Linked DNA regions of Sus scrofa: regions 1, 2, 4 and 5 are each linked to region 3. The links are chromatin contacts, called in public HiChIP or PLAC-seq and promoter capture Hi-C maps. All regions are on one chromosome and are shown on one strand. Each heading gives the region's core, a stretch centred on a gene start, on an enhancer-like site or on the middle of the called end of the contact. The rest is flanking DNA. Distances are from core to core; before and after follow the strand shown.

Evidence for each region. Promoter capture Hi-C pulls out the DNA fragments that hold promoters and counts their contacts. HiChIP or PLAC-seq counts read pairs in DNA pulled down with a chosen protein or histone mark.
Region 1: a contact with region 3 is called in a promoter capture Hi-C map of liver, with 2.8 times the contacts expected there. The contact joins the promoter of KIF1BP here to the promoter of SLC25A16 in region 3. A contact is called at or near these places in 2 of 5 promoter capture datasets (fetal liver and liver), 1 of 47 Hi-C or Micro-C datasets (epiblast stem cells) and 2 of 2 datasets of contacts at active chromatin or transcription factors (alveolar macrophages and skeletal muscle).
Region 2: a promoter capture Hi-C map of fetal liver shows a contact between it and region 3, with 4 times the contacts expected there. The contact joins the promoter of STOX1 here to the promoter of SLC25A16 in region 3. A contact is called at or near these places in 3 of 5 promoter capture datasets (fetal liver, fetal skeletal muscle and liver), 12 of 47 Hi-C or Micro-C datasets (embryonic fibroblasts, fetal skeletal muscle, heart right ventricle and 6 more) and 2 of 2 datasets of contacts at active chromatin or transcription factors (alveolar macrophages and skeletal muscle).
Region 4: a contact with region 3 is called in an H3K27ac HiChIP or PLAC-seq map of alveolar macrophages. The contact joins the promoter of DDX50 here to the promoter of SLC25A16 in region 3. A contact is called at or near these places in 2 of 5 promoter capture datasets (fetal liver and liver), 3 of 47 Hi-C or Micro-C datasets (embryonic fibroblasts, fetal heart ventricle and heart right ventricle) and 1 of 2 datasets of contacts at active chromatin or transcription factors (alveolar macrophages).
Region 5: a contact with region 3 is called in an H3K27ac HiChIP or PLAC-seq map of alveolar macrophages. The contact joins the promoter of DDX21 here to the promoter of SLC25A16 in region 3. A contact is called at or near these places in 3 of 5 promoter capture datasets (fetal liver, fetal skeletal muscle and liver), 4 of 47 Hi-C or Micro-C datasets (embryonic fibroblasts, heart right ventricle, liver and 1 more) and 2 of 2 datasets of contacts at active chromatin or transcription factors (alveolar macrophages and skeletal muscle).

Annotation. Positions count from the first base shown.
Region 1 is chr14:72,069,866-72,073,559 of Sscrofa11.1, reverse strand. KIF1BP (KIF1-binding protein) reads right to left here and starts at 1,681. Exons shown (of 7, transcript XM_001928810.7): 1 at 1,147-1,681. The coding sequence starts at 1,572.
Region 2 is chr14:71,925,190-71,928,718 of Sscrofa11.1, reverse strand. STOX1 (storkhead-box protein 1) reads right to left here and starts at 1,332. Exons shown (of 4, transcript XM_001928627.5): 1 at 1-1,332. The coding sequence starts at 225. LOC106508088 (a long non-coding RNA gene) reads left to right here and starts at 217. Exons shown (of 3, transcript XR_001304645.2): 1 at 217-304; 2 at 1,770-1,945.
Region 3 is chr14:71,649,326-71,652,689 of Sscrofa11.1, reverse strand. It overlaps SLC25A16 (graves disease carrier protein), which reads left to right and starts at 1,349. Exons shown (of 9, transcript XM_021072451.1): 1 at 1,349-1,876. The coding sequence starts at 1,756.
Region 4 is chr14:71,986,892-71,990,387 of Sscrofa11.1, reverse strand. DDX50 (ATP-dependent RNA helicase DDX50) reads right to left here and starts at 1,251. Exons shown (of 16, transcript XM_005657388.3): 1 at 654-1,251. The coding sequence starts at 743.
Region 5 is chr14:72,038,556-72,042,374 of Sscrofa11.1, reverse strand. It overlaps DDX21 (nucleolar RNA helicase 2), which reads right to left and starts at 2,390. Exons shown (of 15, transcript XM_005657387.3): 1 at 2,206-2,390; 2 at 1-322. The coding sequence starts at 2,292. LOC106508089 (a long non-coding RNA gene) reads left to right here and starts at 2,422. Exons shown (of 3, transcript XR_001304647.2): 1 at 2,422-2,850.

The DNA.
Region 1 (3,694 bases), core at 432-2,931, 420 kb before region 3:
CAAATAATTGAGATATTGTTTGAATTCAACATCTTTTCGTTCCTGTTATTACATAGCTTTTAATTTAATGGGGCCATGATAACAGAATACAACCTATACAATTTCCTTTTTAATTCTGAGGCGTCTCTTTGAGATTTAGTTACCATATGATCAACTATGATAAATATTCTCTGAATCCCACATACCAGGAACTGTAAAGGTTTATGAGTTAACTTAAGCAAAGTACCTGACACAAGTAGTTCACACCCATTTGCATTTTGAACTGTTATGTTCCTAACGAGAATGTGAAATTTATTTAACAAGCCAAGTACCATATACATGGGAAACAATAAGTATCGTAAGAATTCAAAGGTAGGAGAAAGAGATCATTTTGGAACAAAATAATCCAAAAAACGTTACGAAAAACATGAGGTGAGTCTTGAGATGGGTTCTGAAGAATGGGCAGGCATTCCCTGGGAAGCAAATAAGTGACTGAAAAGAACAGAAACTGAAGATTTTAGATATTTTGTTTTAAATTAAGAAGGTACTCTGGGAGCTCCCGTTGTGGCGCAGTGGTTAACAAATCCGACGAGGAACCATGAGGTTGCGGGTTCAATCCTTGGCCTTGCTCAGTGGGTTAAGGAACCGGCGTTGCCGTGAGCTATGGTGTAGGCTGCAGACGCGGCTTGGATCTCCCGTTGCTGTGGCTCTGGCGTAGGCTGGCAGCTACAGCTCCGATTAGACCCCTAGCCTGGGAAACTCCATATGCCGCGGGAGCGGCCCAAGACATGGAAAAAAAAAAAAAAGAAGGTACTCTGGTTATTCTTTACAATTTCCGTAAAACCTTAAATTAAGACATAAATTACTTGGGAATTTTTCATAATAGAACAGGATTCGGACTGGTGGGGAAAAGTTGGAAAGAGCATTTACGATGTAGGAGAATCTGGGGAACCAATGCGGGGACCACGACTACGTGAAGCAGCAAGTGAAGCTGGTGGAGTGGGTGATGGGCGTGGAGAAGGAGTTCGGAAGCCACTTATCGCGAAGCTTCGAAAACGCGGAGACAAATCGTGTCTTATTACGTTTGCCTTTGGTCTTGGCACGAGCTGGGACCCCTCTAAACCAAGTCGCCTACGGACGACAGCAGCGGACGGGGAACGCTCTCACCTGAGCTTGGATGTAGAGGGAGACGCAGTCTTGCGACATTCGGTACTTGCGCAGTAGTCTCAGGCATTTCACCAGATGCTCCTCCCCCGCCGACAGCTCCTCCGTGTCGATGTGATTCACCCCGAGATGAAACTCAATAACTGCCCGCCTCACTGCCCCCAGGGCAATGGGGCCCTCGGCTTCCACCAATTCAGCCGGCAGTCCCAGGGTGTGGTCCCCCGTTCCCAAGCTGTCCTCGGCCTGAGGCCGGTCATCCTCGTCCTCAGGCGCGGGGCCCAGAAGGGCCTTAACCTCTTCCAGCAGCGCCCGAGCGTGGTATTTGGACTTGTACGGTTCCTTCTCTGGGTTTTTATGCAGTTCCACCCGCGACAGGGCCAGTGCGGCCTGGAATTTCTCACGAAGCTCGACCCACGGAGCATCCGCCATAGCGGCCTCTATAGCCTCGGTCTCCTCAATGTTTGCAATCGGGACTCCCGCCTTCTTTCAGCTTTGCGACACTTCACTTACGGCCCCTGACGGGCCTGCGCACTGCAAAACGGTACCCAATGACGTCCGACAGGAACCGCAATATGCTTGGCAGTGACCAATGGGAAGGCGTGGTAGTCACTGTAGCAACTGTTGTCTTGGAAACGAAGCTGTCAAAGACAGTAGTCTCACCTCCAGCCCCGCCCTCTACGGTGGTGAGTTCATCTCTTGCTTGACCCTGTGAAGTTAATAAAAGTTAATAAAAATATCGGTTGACTTTAACAGAACACAAATACCGTTTACAAACATACCTAGATAATTACTATCGTTAATTGTTATAAGCTGAAAGGCAGAAAACTTTTGACGTTAGTATGTAACACAGCCCGTCCCTGGATATAAATGTAACAAGGATCTGTGTTCTATAAGTGTAAAAAGCACTCAGTGATCAAAAAATATTTTCACTTCATCCCCGAAGACACAGGTTGTAGGGACATGTACAAATTCCCAAAGTAATACAAGAGTTAAGTCCCAGAGCTGTGACAAAACATCTCAAGCAAGGCTTTTTCCATTGCATAACTCGTAAATTATCAAGTAAAATAATAGGGGGAGGGGGAGGTCTCTTGCGGCCCAGCAAATTAAGGATCCAATGTTGTCACTGCAGCGGCTTATGTCGCTGCTATGAACAAGTTTCTATCCCTGGCCGGAATTTCCACATTCGAGAGCCACCAAAAAAAAAAAAAAAAAAAAAATACTAAATACCAGGGGGGTTGGCGAGGGGGGGGGCAGGCTGGAGGTTTTACTATTAAGAGTTAAGTATATAAAGTGCTTTGAGATACATAAATGAGCACTGATTTTGGAAGCTCACAGACACCAAGTCTGAGTCTCAGATTTGCTTCAAATTGACTAATTTGTAATTTTCTAAGCTTCAGATTTCTCGAGTAAAACATAAGTGATAATATTACTTATCTGTACAGAATTATTCTAAGGAATAAGTGAAAACTAAATATCTATCCTTTAAATGTCAGTGCTCAGTCTACAGGCCAGATGGCTCTCTGGAGCTCCAGACTGTAATATTCATCACCCAACTGGAACAACTACTCCTGAATGTTCCACTGACTCCTGTATATCAGTACGTTCAAATTGGAACTCATCAGCTTCTTCTTCACATGCCCATTCCCTCCTACACCACATTTGCTCTTATGTTCTACATCTCAGTGAAGACATTACTATCCACCAAGCTGATGGCTTCCTGCACTCACTCTTTTCTTCTTTTACCCTTAAATGTTAAAACCAAATATTATCCACCTCTAGTCCACCTCCTGAAGAGCTCTTACATTGGTCTACTTTTCATCTCCCAGTAGTTTAGACCATTATCTTCTGAGTTACTTTTTTTTTTCTTTTTAAGGCCGCATATGGAAATTCCCAGGTTGAACTGGAATTGGGTTGAATTGGAGTTGCAGCTGCCAGCCTGCGCCATAGCCACAGCAACACTAGAGCTGAGCCTTATCTGTGACCTATGACTCAGCTTGCAGCAACGCTGGATTCTTAACCCACTGTGAGGCCAGGGTTTGAACCCACATTTTCATGGATACTAGTTGGGTTCCTAACCAACTGAGCCACAACAGGAACTCCTGAATTACTTTTATTAACAGGTACTCTTGCTGCCAGTCTGGCTTCCTACCAGTGCATTTTCCACAAAACTTCAAATGACTGTTTTGTACACTCAATAAACTTTTTCTTTCTTTTTTGGCCACCCTGAGCATATGGAGTATGGACCAGAGATCAGATCTGAGCAACAGTTGTGACCTACACCACAGCTGTGGCAACACCAGATCTTTCCACCTATTGTGGTGGGCTGGGGATCTAACCTTCATCCTAGTACTGCAGAAATGCCCCCAATCCCATTGCACCACAGTGGGAACTCCTAAATAAACATTTTACCTGTCTGGAGTTTCTGTCATGGCTCAGCGGTTAGTGAACCCACCTAGCATCCATTAGGACCCAGGGTCTGATCCCTGGCCTCGCTCAGTGGGTTAAGGATCCAGCATTGCTGTGAGCTGTGGTGTAGATTGCAGACGCAGCT
Region 2 (3,529 bases), core at 83-2,582, 280 kb before region 3:
CGCGTGCACCAGCAGCACCCCGCGCCTCAGCCAGCCCTGGAAGGCCAGCCGCGAGGCGGCGCGCGCCAGCCGCAAGTTCCAGAAGCAGCGCGCGTTGGCGCGCCGAAAGGCGCGGAATACTGAGCGGCCGCCCGGCTCCTCCGCGCCCCCCGCAGCCTCTTGCGCCTCCAGCCTGCAAAGCACCAGGGCCAGCGAACCCGGCGTCAGTTGCACCGGCCCGGCCATGCTGCCTCGGCGGCCGGGGCCCGCAGCCTAGCGCACTGCTACGCGCCGCAGCGGCCGGCGGGAGGGATCGGCTTACTGCGTAAGGCGGCTGCTGCCGGGGGAACCGGGCTCCAGGGGGCGGGGTCGAGGTGCGCGGCTGGCCGGGGGTGGGGCGGGACGCGCGGCCTGGGGACGGCCACTGCTCTCATCCGCGAATCGCCCAGTAGGGTTTCCAGGTGCTGAGTTCCCAGGTGGTTCTCCACACCCCAGCCAGAGCTCTGCCCGCGCAGTACCCACTCCTCCAGCTCTCCGCAGCGCGGAACTTTTCGTCCCCGTGAAAGGCCCGCACCGGGTTTTTTCCAAGCCCAAGGCGTGCGGAGCTGCCTCCAACTGTGGTGCGAGGGTCATGGCCAGAGTTCCTTAGAGCCGAGAGGACAGAGATGGCCGCTGTCGCATTGGCTTTGGGATCTCCCCCAGTAAAAGAGGCCTCGAGGGACAGACTCGCTCTGATCGAGGCTGGGAGTCAAGAGACCCAAGTTTGAGTCTCCGTCTGCTTCTGTTCAGTTTACACATATTACTTCCTCTCTCCAATCTGAGTTTACTGCCTTGTAAAATGAGTTGGGACCTTTTCCATAATTTTCTGGGGTTCTAGGGTCTGATCCCGCTCCTGGGATGTCCCATAGATTGAACGTGGTAAGGGGCAGAAAGTCATCCAAAGGCGCAACCCGGATTGGCTGACGAGGCGCCGTGGTGAAATCCTGCGATTCAGCCCTGGGTTGGGTTGGATATTCCGAAAGGAATCCCCAGGAGTGAAGGGAGAGGAACTTGTGACCTGTCACAATCAGACTCTAGCCAACGCCTCTGAACAACGAGGGGGCAATTCAGATGCTGAAGAACAGAAAGGCTAGAGCCCTGAGCGTGGCAATGGGTGGGAGCTCCTCCAGGAAAGAACAGGGAAAGGAGAGGAATGGAAATACAATCAGCACAATAAGGGAGCAAAGGTGCTTGGCAAGACCTGGGCAATCATTCCAGATTCCGAATCTCTCAGTTAATCAGCCGTCAATAACAACTGCAATAATTTGAGATCTGTACCCTGCCCCTGGTGGATCATTATCACGGTTAATGATAGGTGATGTTGTTAATAACCATCGCTCACACTTATTTTTTTTTTTTTTTTTTTTGGTTTTGTCTTTTTGCCATTTCTTGGGCCGCTCCCGCGGCATATGGAGGTTCCCCGGCTAGGGGTCTAATCGGAGCTGTAGCCACTGGCCTACGCCAGAGCCACAGCAACGTGGGATCTGAGCCACATTTGTGACCTACGCCACAGCTCACGGCAACGCCGGATACTTAACCCACTGAGCAAGGGCAGGGATCGAACCCACAACCTCATGGTTCCTAGTCGGATTCGTTAACCACTGCGCCAGGACAGGAACTCCTTTTTTTTTTTTTTTTTTTTTTTTTTTTTTGGTTTTGGCTCACACTTATTGAACACCATATGGGGGGGCTTAATTGCACAGCTCAGTGTTAGCTACTATTAGTATCTCTATTTTTATTTTATTTTGCAGATGAAGAAACTGAAGTGAGATTAGATTGAGAAGTATTTCCCATGTAAATCAACTAAAATAAAATGAAAGAAATTTTTAAGTATTTCCTGGTTACACAGATGGTAAGGAATGGAGTCAGACAAATGCCAAAGCAGGGTTCTCTATGACAAATAAGTCTGACACAAGATTCAATTCAAGTAAGTATGCAAACCTGAGACAACCCTCTCACATCTGAATTCTGGGATATGGGTGGATGAATGGATAGACGGATAAATATAGCAGAGAGGCCAAATGAATTAAATGTTCCCCTCTGTATGGCCTATATAGGGAGAGCCAAGCTCCCCCTATCATGATGGATTTCTCTCCATCATGGCACTTGCCTTGCAGAATCAAGGATGACTTTCCTGCATTCCCCAACCAGAGGAACTATGATTTTTATCCCCACATCTCTAGCAGCTACTGCAGCATCTTTTCCATAATAATCATGATGATAATTCTCACTTATTCTCAGCTCACTCTGCACCTAGAACTATATATATATGTGTGTATATATTTGTTCTTTTGTCTTTTTGGGGCTGCAACTGCAGCATATGGAGATTCTCAGGGCAGGGGTTGAATAGGGGCTTACAGCTGCTGGCCTACACCACAGCTCACAGCAATGCTGGATCCTTAACCCATTGAGCAAGGCCAAGGATCAAACCCGCATCCTCACAGATACTAGTCCGGATTGTTAACCAGTGAGCCACTAGGGAACTCCTAGAACTATATTAAGAGTTCTACATGTGTGGTCTAATTTTATCCTCAAATTAACTGTCTGAAAAGGGTAATATTATTGAGGCCCATCTTCCACAAGAAAAAATCTCTTTTGAGGCAGCATACTCATGGGGACAGAGTTAATAGATGGTAAAACAGAGAGCCCACACACCTGGCTAGAGGGAGGGAGAGCCATCATAGGACCTGTGGCCAGGTATGAAAAATCCTGATCTTAATTCTCTGTCCCAAGAACCTGAACTGGAAATACACCATCAGGCCCTTCCTAGCAGGGTTTGTCCTGCAAGGATGCTAGCAGGTAGACCCATGGCCTGAAATTATGAGGTAGAACTGTCTTAACCTGTGACAACTTTGTTCAGATGTTCAAAATTTCCTTGATTTTATTTAAGCTAGTCCAATTCACAAAAGAAAGGAGAAAGAATTTTTTTAATTTCAACTATAGTCAACAAGTCATGGAGTTCCTGTTGTGGTGCAGAGGAAACAATCCGACTAGGAACCATGAGGTTGTAGGTTCAGTCCCTGGCCTCACTCAGTGGGTTAAGGATCCGGCGTTGCCATGAGCTGTGGTGTAGGTCGCAGAAGCGGCTCGGGTCTGGTGTTGCTGTGGCTCTGGCGTAGGCTGGCAGCAACAGCTCTGATTAGACCCCTAGCCTGGGAACCTCCATATGCCACAGGTGCGGCCCTTAAAAAAAAAAAAAAGTCACTTTTTTTCCCAAAGGTTCAACTACCATCCAAATATTTCCAAACTCTTACAAAATAGAACATATCTTAAAAGTTACATGGAAAACTGTAGGCCTCCAACTGGAATGGCCTGTATTATTCAGGAAAACTAGAGAATGAACTTCTCTAGGACATTCCATCTTTGGGATCTCTGCAAATGAGACACAAACAGTTTAGAATTCCTATTTTTTTATTCTCCACTTAAAGAGGCACAGAGTAGTCAAACTAAAAACTACAGTCTCAAGAAAGAGGGGTTTTTTTTTGTTCGTTTTTTGCTTTTTTTTTTTTTT
Region 3 (3,364 bases), core at 100-2,599:
TGGTTCAGGTTTATGCTGTATTTTGAGATTCTGTTCTTGTTCAGACATAGCTCTATAGAAACACTGGCTCTTGTATATTATGATCAAATTTGCACATGACTATCAAATCCATTAAAAGCTAACCTTAAAAAAAAGGGCATACCATAAAAGTGAAAAAAAAAAAAAAGAAATCTAGACCCATCATTAATGACTAAATGTGGCTAGAAACACCTTGCAGAGGCATATATGGGTGGAAAGAGAAACGGGACCAGTGCCAATAATAGTGAAGGTTGGAGTAAGTATTAATGAAAATCGTGATAATTTCTGACAGAGGATAAAAGTTCAGAACAACTGTGGTCACAAAGAATAGGGATGAATTGGAGTTCCCGTCGCGGCGCAGTGGTTAACAAATCCGACTAGGAACCATGAGGTTGTGGGTTCGGTCCCTGCCCTTGCTCAGTGGGTTAAGGATCCGGCGTTGCCGTGAGCTGTGGTGTAGGTTGCAGACGCGGCTCGGATCCCACGTTGCTGTGGCTCTGGAGTAGTCCGGTGGCTACAGCTCCGATTGACCCCTAGCCTGGGAATCTCCACATGTCGTGGAAGCGGCCCAAGAAATAGCTAAAAAAAGACAAAAAAAAAAAAAAATAGGGATGAATTTTGCTCAAGTTGGAAGTGATGAGGGATTCATAGCAATAGAATAGTGTCCATAAGGGGTGGTTAAAAAAAGTACAGTCTTGTAATACAGTAGGGCTAGTAAGAAGAAACGGAAGTTCCTGAGAGTTTAGGAGCTGGTAGTGGGTAGAGCGGTGGAATTTGAGTGCTAAGCATAAGACAGAGATTCAGAACCTCCTGGCAAGTCAGAAGTATTTGTGTAATTCACAGAGCCCCAAAGAAAGAAGAACTTGCTTCAGCAACTATTTCTTTGGCAGAGGTGATGGGGTGGAATTGAAGCTTCCTGGTGAACCGTTAGGGAGGCAGAAACAGGCTCAGCGAGAAGCTCAGAGAAGGCAGAGGTGATTTGGTGGGAGAGACTACAATTTCAGAGGTTCCTGGAAAGAGTGAGCAAAGGCTGGAATTTTTTGTTGTTGTTGTCTTTTTGCCTTTTCTAGGGCCACTCCCGCTGCACATGGAGGCTCCCAGGCTAGGGGTCTAATAGGAGCTGTTGCTGCCAGCCTACACCAGAGCCACAGCAACGCCAGATCCGAGCTGCGTCTGCGACCTGCACCAGAGCTCATGGCAACGCTGGATCCTTAACCCACTGCGCAAGGCCAGGGATGGAACCCGCAACCTCATGATTCCTAGTCGGATTCTTTAACCACTGAGCCACGAAGGGAACTCCTGGGGCTCATTTTTAGGAAGGTCATAAGCAGCCCGCTGGACGGTTCCAGGTCAGTGGTCAATACAGGTCAACGGACGGTGGAGGACTTTCTGAGGTGGCGGGTTTTGGAAGGACCTTCTTGCTGGCCATGTTTCCCTTCCTCCGTCCGTAACAGAAGAGGCCTGAAGAGTGACTCCAGCCAGAAGCAGGGATTTTGGGTGAGGCCGGGGCGTGGGGACACGTCCAACGTGGGGGTGGGGGGAGGTGACGCCCCCTTCGGGCCTTGATCCAGGCCCCGCCTCTGGCGTACGCCATCAGCCCGCGCCGCGCTGCACCGCCGGCGGTATTCCGTCCCGCCCGCACGGCGGCGGGGTGCCCTGTCACCGCCTGCTCTGGGCATGGCTAGGGCTCTTGGACTGTGAGTTGGCGACCAAAGCTCCTGCGCGGCCCTGATCCTGATGGCGGCGGCGGCGGCCCTGGCAGCGGCCGAGCCACCTCCTGCGATGCCGCAGGCAGCAGGAACCGGAGGACCCGCCGCTCGCCGAGACTTCTACTGGTTGCGTTCCTTCCTGGCTGGAGGTGGGTGTCCGTCGGGAGGACCTGGTCGTACCCCGAGCTTTAGGGGCAGGATCCGGGGCAGGTTGGGTGCTTGCGGCCGCGATGACATTCTCGGACTTGGGCTGTTTCAATGCCCTGCCAGGTGTTTGCCGGGACCTGCTATAACCTCTTTCTATAATCAATTGAGTAATCTCATCAGGGTCCTGCAGAGGAAGGGCCTTGAGCTGTCGCGAAGCGGTAGGGGACCTGGAAGGGCTGAACCGGGCACCCATTCTTCAGGGTTGGATAGCCGGGAAAATAGAGGACTCCCTTCAAAGACTCCAGGGTTTCAGTGAAACATGCTGGGAGCTCCTTTCTTGTATAAAGACCATGAACGACTGGTGTAGAATTGGATTTTGCTGTTTGCTTAAAAGAAAACAAATATTGGAGGACAGCTTATTTTTTTTATATAATGATTTTTATTTTTTTCCATTATAGCTGGTTTACAGTGTTCTGTCAGTTTTCTACTATACACCATGGTGACCCAGTTATACATACATGTATACATTCTTTTTTCTCACATTATCATGCTCCATCATAAGTGACTAGACATAGTTCCCAGTGCTACACAGCAGGATCTCATTGCTAATCCATTCCAAAGGCAATAGTCTGCATCTATTAACCCTAAGCTCCCAATCCATCTCACTCCCTCCCTCCTCCTTGGCAACCACAAGTCTATTCTCCAAGTCCATGATTTTTTTTTTTTTCCTGTGGAAAGATTCATTTGTGCCATATATTATATTCAAGATATAAGTGATATCATATGGTATTTGTCTTTGTCTTTCTGACTTCACTCAGTATGAGTCTAGTTCCATCCATGTTGCTGCAAATGGCATATTTTATGTCAGAGTAGTATGAGGACAGCTTATTAAAAATGACTAGGAAATTGTGCAAAACTGTCTACAACCAAAACTGCTTCCGGTGATTCTAGCAAACTGTGCCACAGCTGCTTGACGGTTAGCTGGTGCAGCCCTGTTATTGGTGTGACTGTGGGCCCAGAAGGTTCATAATGTCTCTCAGATTGTTTGGGTTGTTATCACTTAATTTTTTGTTAAGGCTGGGAATTTGTTTTCTCAGCCTGGCTGGTGAAATTTCTCCAGGCCAGGGGTGGAAATTGTGCCACAGCAGCGACTGGAGCCACCTTAACCTGCTGAGTCACCAGGGAACATCAAGGCTGGGAATTTTATTTTGTTTTAGTTGTTGTTGTTATTGTTTGGCCTCATCCGGGGACATGTGGAAGTTCCTGGTCCAGGGATTGAACCTGCACCACAGCATTGACCCAGGCCGCTGAAGTGATAACATCAGATCCTTAACCCACTTTGCCCCAAGGGAACTCCAAGGCCAGGAATTTTAAAAATTCCACATTATGGAGTTCCCATCATGGCTCAGGGGAAACAAATCTGACTAGCATACATGAGCACGCAGTTTTGATCCCTGGCCTCACTCAGTGGGTTAAGGATCCGGCGTTGC
Region 4 (3,496 bases), core at 2-2,501, 340 kb before region 3:
TCTCTACAACTCTTCTAACAGGCTCCTTGAGGGCAGGGACCACCGAGATGCCCAGCAAAGAGTCTAGCATAAATTAGGCTCAATAAATATTTGTGAATTGAATGAAAATACTATCAGAAAAGGCTATTAATAATACAACCCACACGATCTCCATCACAGCCAAATCCTGGCAACGTTGGCTGTGACACTTTTCTTCACTACTCCACTGACCCGTTATCAAGGTTTGTAAACCTAAGATCGCTTTCCCCAAGATTCTCGCATACAGGACAGGATGACGGAGAAGGAACACTTATTCAAAGCAATCATTTTTTCTTAATCATCTTCTAGACGGCCAACGAGAACCAAATGACAGGCCTCGCTGCTTAAGGAAGGAGAGGAAAGAAATAACAGATTCCACGATGAGAACTTGAGTCTGCCCATCTCGTAGGCGCCGATGAGAACGACTGGAGGACCACGGGAGGCCGGGCCGAAGCCCTTCTCCAGGTTAGGGGTGTGGCGGTGGGAATGGTCCCGGAGCGACCTCAGAGGTACGAGGGCAGCGCGAAGAGAGGCCCTCGGATGCTCCGACCGGGTTGTGACAGGCCATCGGGGAGACTCCCCTCCCCGCCCAAGCCGGCGCAGCCCAAAAGGAGGCGCGGCCCATCTCAGCGCACCTTTTGCCTCTCCTTCCTTTGGCTCTCGGTCTCCTCCAAGGGTGCTTCCAGCTCCATAATGTCCCCCCAGAGAAGTTTCCCAGGCATCATTCGCCGCAGTCGCCTCCTCCTGGGCACGGTGGCCACAACCACCTACAGGCAGCGACAGCGTGAAAGGAAGAGGGGGCAGGGCGGCCGACCGGCCAGAGCCTTGCGTCACTTCCGGGACACGCACCGACCGGCGGGGGAAAATAATCCCGGATACTCTCGTTTTAAACGCTTCCCTTGCGACACAGTCTCCCAGCCAGTGAAAGCGAGCCTTCTCGATTGGTCCACCCTTGTTCTGAAGTGATTGGCTTCTAGAGTAAAACCCTGACCAATCTCTATAAAAGATGCGCAAACTGTTTAGTATAAAAAGTTCAGGTTTTCCCCCCTTCCCCTCCCCCACTCCTAATAGCTCTTCTCGGCTAAGTGGAGATGCTTCCGGGCTTCCCAGCATGCAATGCTGGGGCCGGAGAGCCCCTCGAGTGCAGCAGAGAGGGGCTCACGCCTTCCGCGGGTTGGCGGGAGAACCGATGAGGCGCGCCACGCTCGGCCTTGCCTCCCGCCGCCGGAAGCTGCAGGCATCAGCCCCACCCATTGCGGGGTGAGGCGTTAACGTCTAACGGCTTCGCGCGAGACTAGCGTCCCGGCGTTGGTGGGAAGGGGCGTCTTGGGGTCTGGAGTGGGCTAGGTGCGCTTGGGGTGAAGGCTAGGCCGTGTCAACCTTCTCTCAAGTCTTAAGTTTTAGTAAGGAAGTTGGCCCTTGCTTACTGTAGATCCTTTCCACCCTCCCCATTTGCCATTAGAGGAAACTAATCCCCTAAGAGGGATTTACTTGTCTGTAGTCTCAGAGTTGGTGGCACAGTCGAGTAGGAAATCAGTCTTTTCTCTGCCACACCAGCCTGCAAGCTTTAAGGTTCCCAAAGCTGCTCCCATGAACATAGAATAATAAGTAGAAAAAAAACCTAAAGAAATTTAGAGAAAACAAGCCTGAATGTCACTGACAAATTGTTTATTTGCAGCGAATAAAAGGATTTTACTTACGGGGATAACTGCTCCTAAATTACAACTTTGAACAAAACTAGAAACCTTTTGATACTACAAGGGGCAAACTCCTTAGCATATACCTTTTTTTTTTAACATCATTGGTGCTGGATGGTTGGCTCCCTTTTCTGAGCTGTTTCTTTTTATCTCTTCATGATCTCTTCAACCAAGCTACTCTTTGAGTGAAAAGCAAGAAGTCAAATTGAGACGTAGGTGCAGGGGTATTTCACAAACCCCTTGACAGTATCCAGCACACCAGCCTTGTAACCTGAACATCAAATTTACCTCTTAGCAAAATTTCAGATTGCTACATGTCATGGAGTTTGGGAATTAGTCCTGAATAGCTGAAAGCACAAAGGTTAAGCTTGTAATTGCTACAGGCCTGCATAATTATGGATTGGCCTGAAGTCAAAGGTGATATGTCTATCTAAATGTTACCTTATGGATTCAGTACTATCAACAAATTGAGTATCAGTCAATGATAGTGAAAAATGCATCTCTCTCCCTAGATTATGAGACTAGCTAGGCATCTCTAGATCTGTGCTTTTTTAAAACATTTTTGTCCCACTCTCTCACACCCACTACCAATTCTATCACTGTGAAGTCTTTGTAGCCCTGCAACAGGCTGTGATGTACATAGAAAACACAGGAGTAGATGTGGCTAAGAATGTCACATGTATAAAATTGGGATAATAATAGAAATAAATGTTAGTATGTTGTTGAAAAGCACAGATGAAGTATATTTTAGCCTCTCAAGACTATTTTTAGCATTCGTTTTTATGTCAGAGGTCATACAGCATATCTGAAAAATGGACAAGACTGTACAAAACCCTACCTTCCTAAGCACCAAATTCATTGACTCAAAACTCTGGTTGCTGTCTATGTTAGGCAGGGCAATTGTATGTAAATTAAACTGAGTCATAAGTAACTTGACGAAACTGTAGCTTAGCTAAAATAGGGGTACCGCTAAATACATGTTCTCAATGGGTATAAACTTGAAAACTTTGGAATGGAGATGAGGAAATGAATAACTGTTTTTTTCACATTTGGTCCCTCTTTAAGTCTCAAGAGATTGATACTGATGATGAAATATACTGGGAGGAACATGAAGGTGTACCATAAATTATTAAAACGTACAAGTAACTAAAAATCTGCTCTTATTAGAAAAATCTTTGTTTTCTAAATATCTTGCCAGAATCACTGATACAATTTCTTTCTCAGTTTGTTAGGGTGCCTCATCTTTTGCTCTGTTGCAACGTCCTATAAAGATTTCCCTTGCCTCTGGTTTTAGATCATTAAACTCTATGACCTTAAAATATAGAAACAAGATGTCTATAAACTTGCCTCTCTCTGGTCATTCTCAAACCTAGAGGGCTAAATTTAATTTTTATTCCATAGTTAGAAAGTAAAAGGTAAAAAGAAACATTTTGAATCTGCATATCTATCTTACTTAACAAGAGGAATTGAGCCATCATTTTAAAATGTTATGACATGGAAATAATTTGAGATAGCTATAAATTGATTGAGAGATATTGGAGGTAGAGAGTGAGTGCTGAGACTACTAAGTAAGGAGAATATGAAAGAGGGACCAAGAAGGATATTTCTTCTATTGCTAGCCACATGACCTTGGCCAACTAAACTTTAAAACCCATTTTTTTGTTAGTAAAGTGGGGCAAAAATTCCTTCCCTGTTGGTAGCTGAGAGAAATATGGGGGATCCCCTGATATAACAGTACTAAAGAGACGATATACAGAGGTGCGTATATTCCTACCTTTAGC
Region 5 (3,819 bases), core at 1,141-3,640, 390 kb before region 3:
CTTTCTTCATCTTCTTGGGCTTAGGAGCATCTATTTCTTCCACAGAAGGCTCTTCATTTTTTATTACTTTTTTGGTTTTAGGAGAAACAACTTCCTTTTCCAAAGCCTCCTTTGATTTTTTCGCACTTTTGGTTTTAGGAGAAATAATGTCATCTTGAGGTGGCTCCTCTTTCTTTTTAGCCTTTTTGGATTTAGGAGAATCCACGTCAACTTCAGAAGGCCCTGCTTTCTTTTTAACTTTTTTAGCTTTGGGGGAAATCACTTCTTCCATTTCTTCTGCCTTTTCAGTCTTACTAGATTTTGGCTTCTCCTTTCTACCTTTCTAAAAATTAATAAAGACAATACAAACAATGAACAAAGTATTGATACACTTGTGTAATACATCAATTCTGGATTATTTCAAGGTCACGTTATTATCAACGACACAATTTGGGGGCATTTTCCAACACGTGTGCTTTCACCTTGCAAAAAGGTAAAAATCAAACAGTATGTTTTTTATACCATTTTTTGGCCATATGGAAATAAGCCTATACCAATAGTTTCATAAGCCTAGAAGAGAATGCCTCTTGGTAACTATACAATTCATGTTGGTCAAATAAGTGGCAAAATCAAATATTCACAAGGGACCTGGAGTTGCTCATGGGATTCTCCAACATGTTCCAACAACATACAGTAGAGAAAGTGATCAAGAACAAGTTAATTTGATTCTGATACACAAATGAGACCATGTATAGCCACAGACGGATGTTAAAATTTCTTTCTCTGCTAGAATTCCTCTTCAGGCAAAACGGGGGTTCATAATATTTGCCTTGCCTACCTCACAAATGCCAATGAGTTTACATAGACACTTTACGAATCAAAAACGTATAAAGACCCACAACATATCACTCTGTGAATAAAAAAGATATATCTAATTTAAAGGAAAAACAAAGCACATGTTACAAGAAAACGGAATGAGTGAAATCTCAGAACCAAACCAGACAATGGCTCCTGCTTGAAATGTCTGACCCTCTCCAACTTCTCATATTTTTGAAAACTTTGTATTACTGAAAACAACTGGAAAGGTGTTTTAGCCTCTATTAAAACCTCTCTAGCAGAGCCCCAGGTCAACTCCAGAAGTGAGACTTTACACTGAGCTGAAACCTGCCTCCCTGCAATTTCAGGCCTAGCCTCTGTCCTTAATCTCTCCCACACGACCCATCCTTCAGACAGCTGAAAAATAATCTGGTCTCCTCCATCTCAAAGCTTTATTTCTTTCATCCCTTGCTTCCATCAAACGAGGCTGGATTTCCAATTCCGGTGGTCTCCTTTGGAAAGCAATAGAGTATGGTCATGTCCCTTCTAATTTCAGCATCCCATAATTTAACAAGTTGCAAGGCAGGTAAACCAGGACCACTTCCTCCCCACCTGTGAGCACAAGTCTGCGCTACCTCGGCTTCCTACAACACCAAAACATTGTTTTTGTAGAAATTCCCCATCAAAAAGACCCAGAAACAGCAAGGAGAGAAAATTTTAAGTCGTATACAAGTTCAGGGACAATCTTTGCTCTCAGTGACCTTATCTCAGAGCAGAGACTCAGTCACAGGTTAAATCGCTATCTAAGGAAGTAAGAGCGGGAGGCAGCTATCGAGGTAATTGCACACGGTGTGCAGTTAAGCATCAATACATGTCTTTACATTTCCAAGGAAAATATGGCTAAAAATATTAAGAGGGACTGAACTTATCTTCTAAGGGCCGCTTCCCGGAAAACAAGTAGTACCTCCCTACTATGGTAAAAAAATGTCACTGCGGACGCCGCCCACGTGTGCGGATGGCCTTATGGGCTGGCCAGCCCCGCTGAAAGCTTTAAAGCCCTACCTACAATTCCCTCCGCGCACACTCACGCCGGGAGATATCAGTCTGGGCCAAAACGTGGGGGCCTAACCGTGACCGTTCTACTTTGCTCACCCGGTGCGGAGCGCCCAGACTCAGAGACCACGTGGGACACCCGGCCGGCTCTCCAGCTGCGATCGCCCCCCCCACCGGACCTCCGGGCAGTGCGCCCACCGCCCGCGGAGAGCACCGACCACTCTCCCGCGCCCCTTGGCCGAAACCCACGCCGATCACCGGCCAAGTCGGGTCCGCGCCTCGCGCCGCCAGCCCAGGCCCCTCATCTCAGAGCCCCTTGTCCTGCCTTGCCCCAGGTCCCTCGGCCCTCGGTGGTACCTTCTCATTTTGCTTTCGCGGCATCTCCACTTTTGCCGTGGCGGTTTCTGACTCCAAATCCGCGTCACTACGAAGTTTCCCCGGCATCACTCTGCACCTGCTGGGTAGGCCGACCGATCTCGTCAACCGCGTGGAGAGGAAGAGAGAGCCCAACCTTTTTAGCCCACCCAGCTCCCGTCACTTCCTGTAGCAGAGTTCATCCTGCGGAAGCGGAAGTTCCCCAGGGAGGCGGCGGCACATGTGGTTCCAAAGCAGCTGCAGCTCACGCCGGCTGGTGTGAGTTGAGTGTTTACAGTGCCTGAACTAGAAGCCACCCTCAGAAGGGTAAACGGAAGGAACCGCAAAGGTTGGCTTTATTGTCGTTAAAACACTGGCGAGATTTTCGCTAGCCTCGGCCTGATATTGGAAGATTTTTAGCTGTTTTTGAGTGGCGCCTTTTCAGTGCTTTATTTTAGATTGCTAGCCTTGGCAAGCTCCTTTCACGAGCAGATGCGCAGGACGTATATTCTTGGTTATCCTGTGGAAACGTCACACTTGAAAGGAGACGCCCAGACTCACTGGCCTCGATAGTAACTGGAGTTCTGTCAGGTCTGGTCATTACTGCGTGCACTCACCGTACCTCCCCCTGAGCATTCACCATGTCAGGTATGAGAAACAAGGCTAGGATTCAGCACAGAAGCCTTGCCTTCAAGACGTTTTATAGGCTGGGTGGAAATAGACGAGTGTCAGTTGTTTTGAAGGCACAGACAGGCAACTGAACCGGCCTTGGGGCCTGAAGAAAGGATCCCCAAACCACGTGGACCTCTATTAGAAAATACAGGGGCTCTCAGTCTTGCATAATGTGGACACTATACGAATTCAAGCAGTTGAGGAAAAGTGGTATATTGAATAATCTGTGACAGTATCGCTAAACTTCCTGTGAAGAACTAGTGAGACAAAGAACTGGGAGCCAATTCATCATGAAATCATTTTAAAAAATCGGTTGAGGGAGTTCCTGTTGTGGCTCAGTGGTTAACGAATCTGACTAGGAACCATGAGGTCTCAGGTTCGATCCCTGGCCTTGCTCAGTGGGTTAAGGATCTGGCGTGGCCGTGAGCTGTGGTGCAGGTCGCAGACGCGGCTCGGATCCTGTGTTGCTGTGTCTCTGGTGTAGGCCGGTGGCTACAGCTCCGATTGGACCCCTAGCCTGGGAACCTCCATATGCCGCAGGAGCGGCCCTCAAAAGGGAAAAAAAAAAAAAAAAAAAATCGGTTGAGGAGTTCCCACAGTGGCACATTAAGTTAACTGTCCAGCATGTCTCTGTGGAGTTGCAGTTTAGATCCCCCAGCAGGCACAGTGGGTTAAGGATCTGGTGTTGTCACATGTGGCATAGACTGCAGATTACAGCTGAGTCTTGGATTCCATCCCTGGCCCAGGAACTTCCACATGCCAACAGGTGCAGCAAAAAATGGGGTGGGTTGGGGGTGTGTGTGTGTGTGCGCGCGCGCGTGCATGTGAAATCTTCCCTGGCCTTGTAAACCTTCATCATCTTGCTCTGATTTTTGGATATGTTTCTTAATCTGAACCCGAGTTTCTCATGCATAATGGAGCTGGCAAAATTAATATAATGGACAC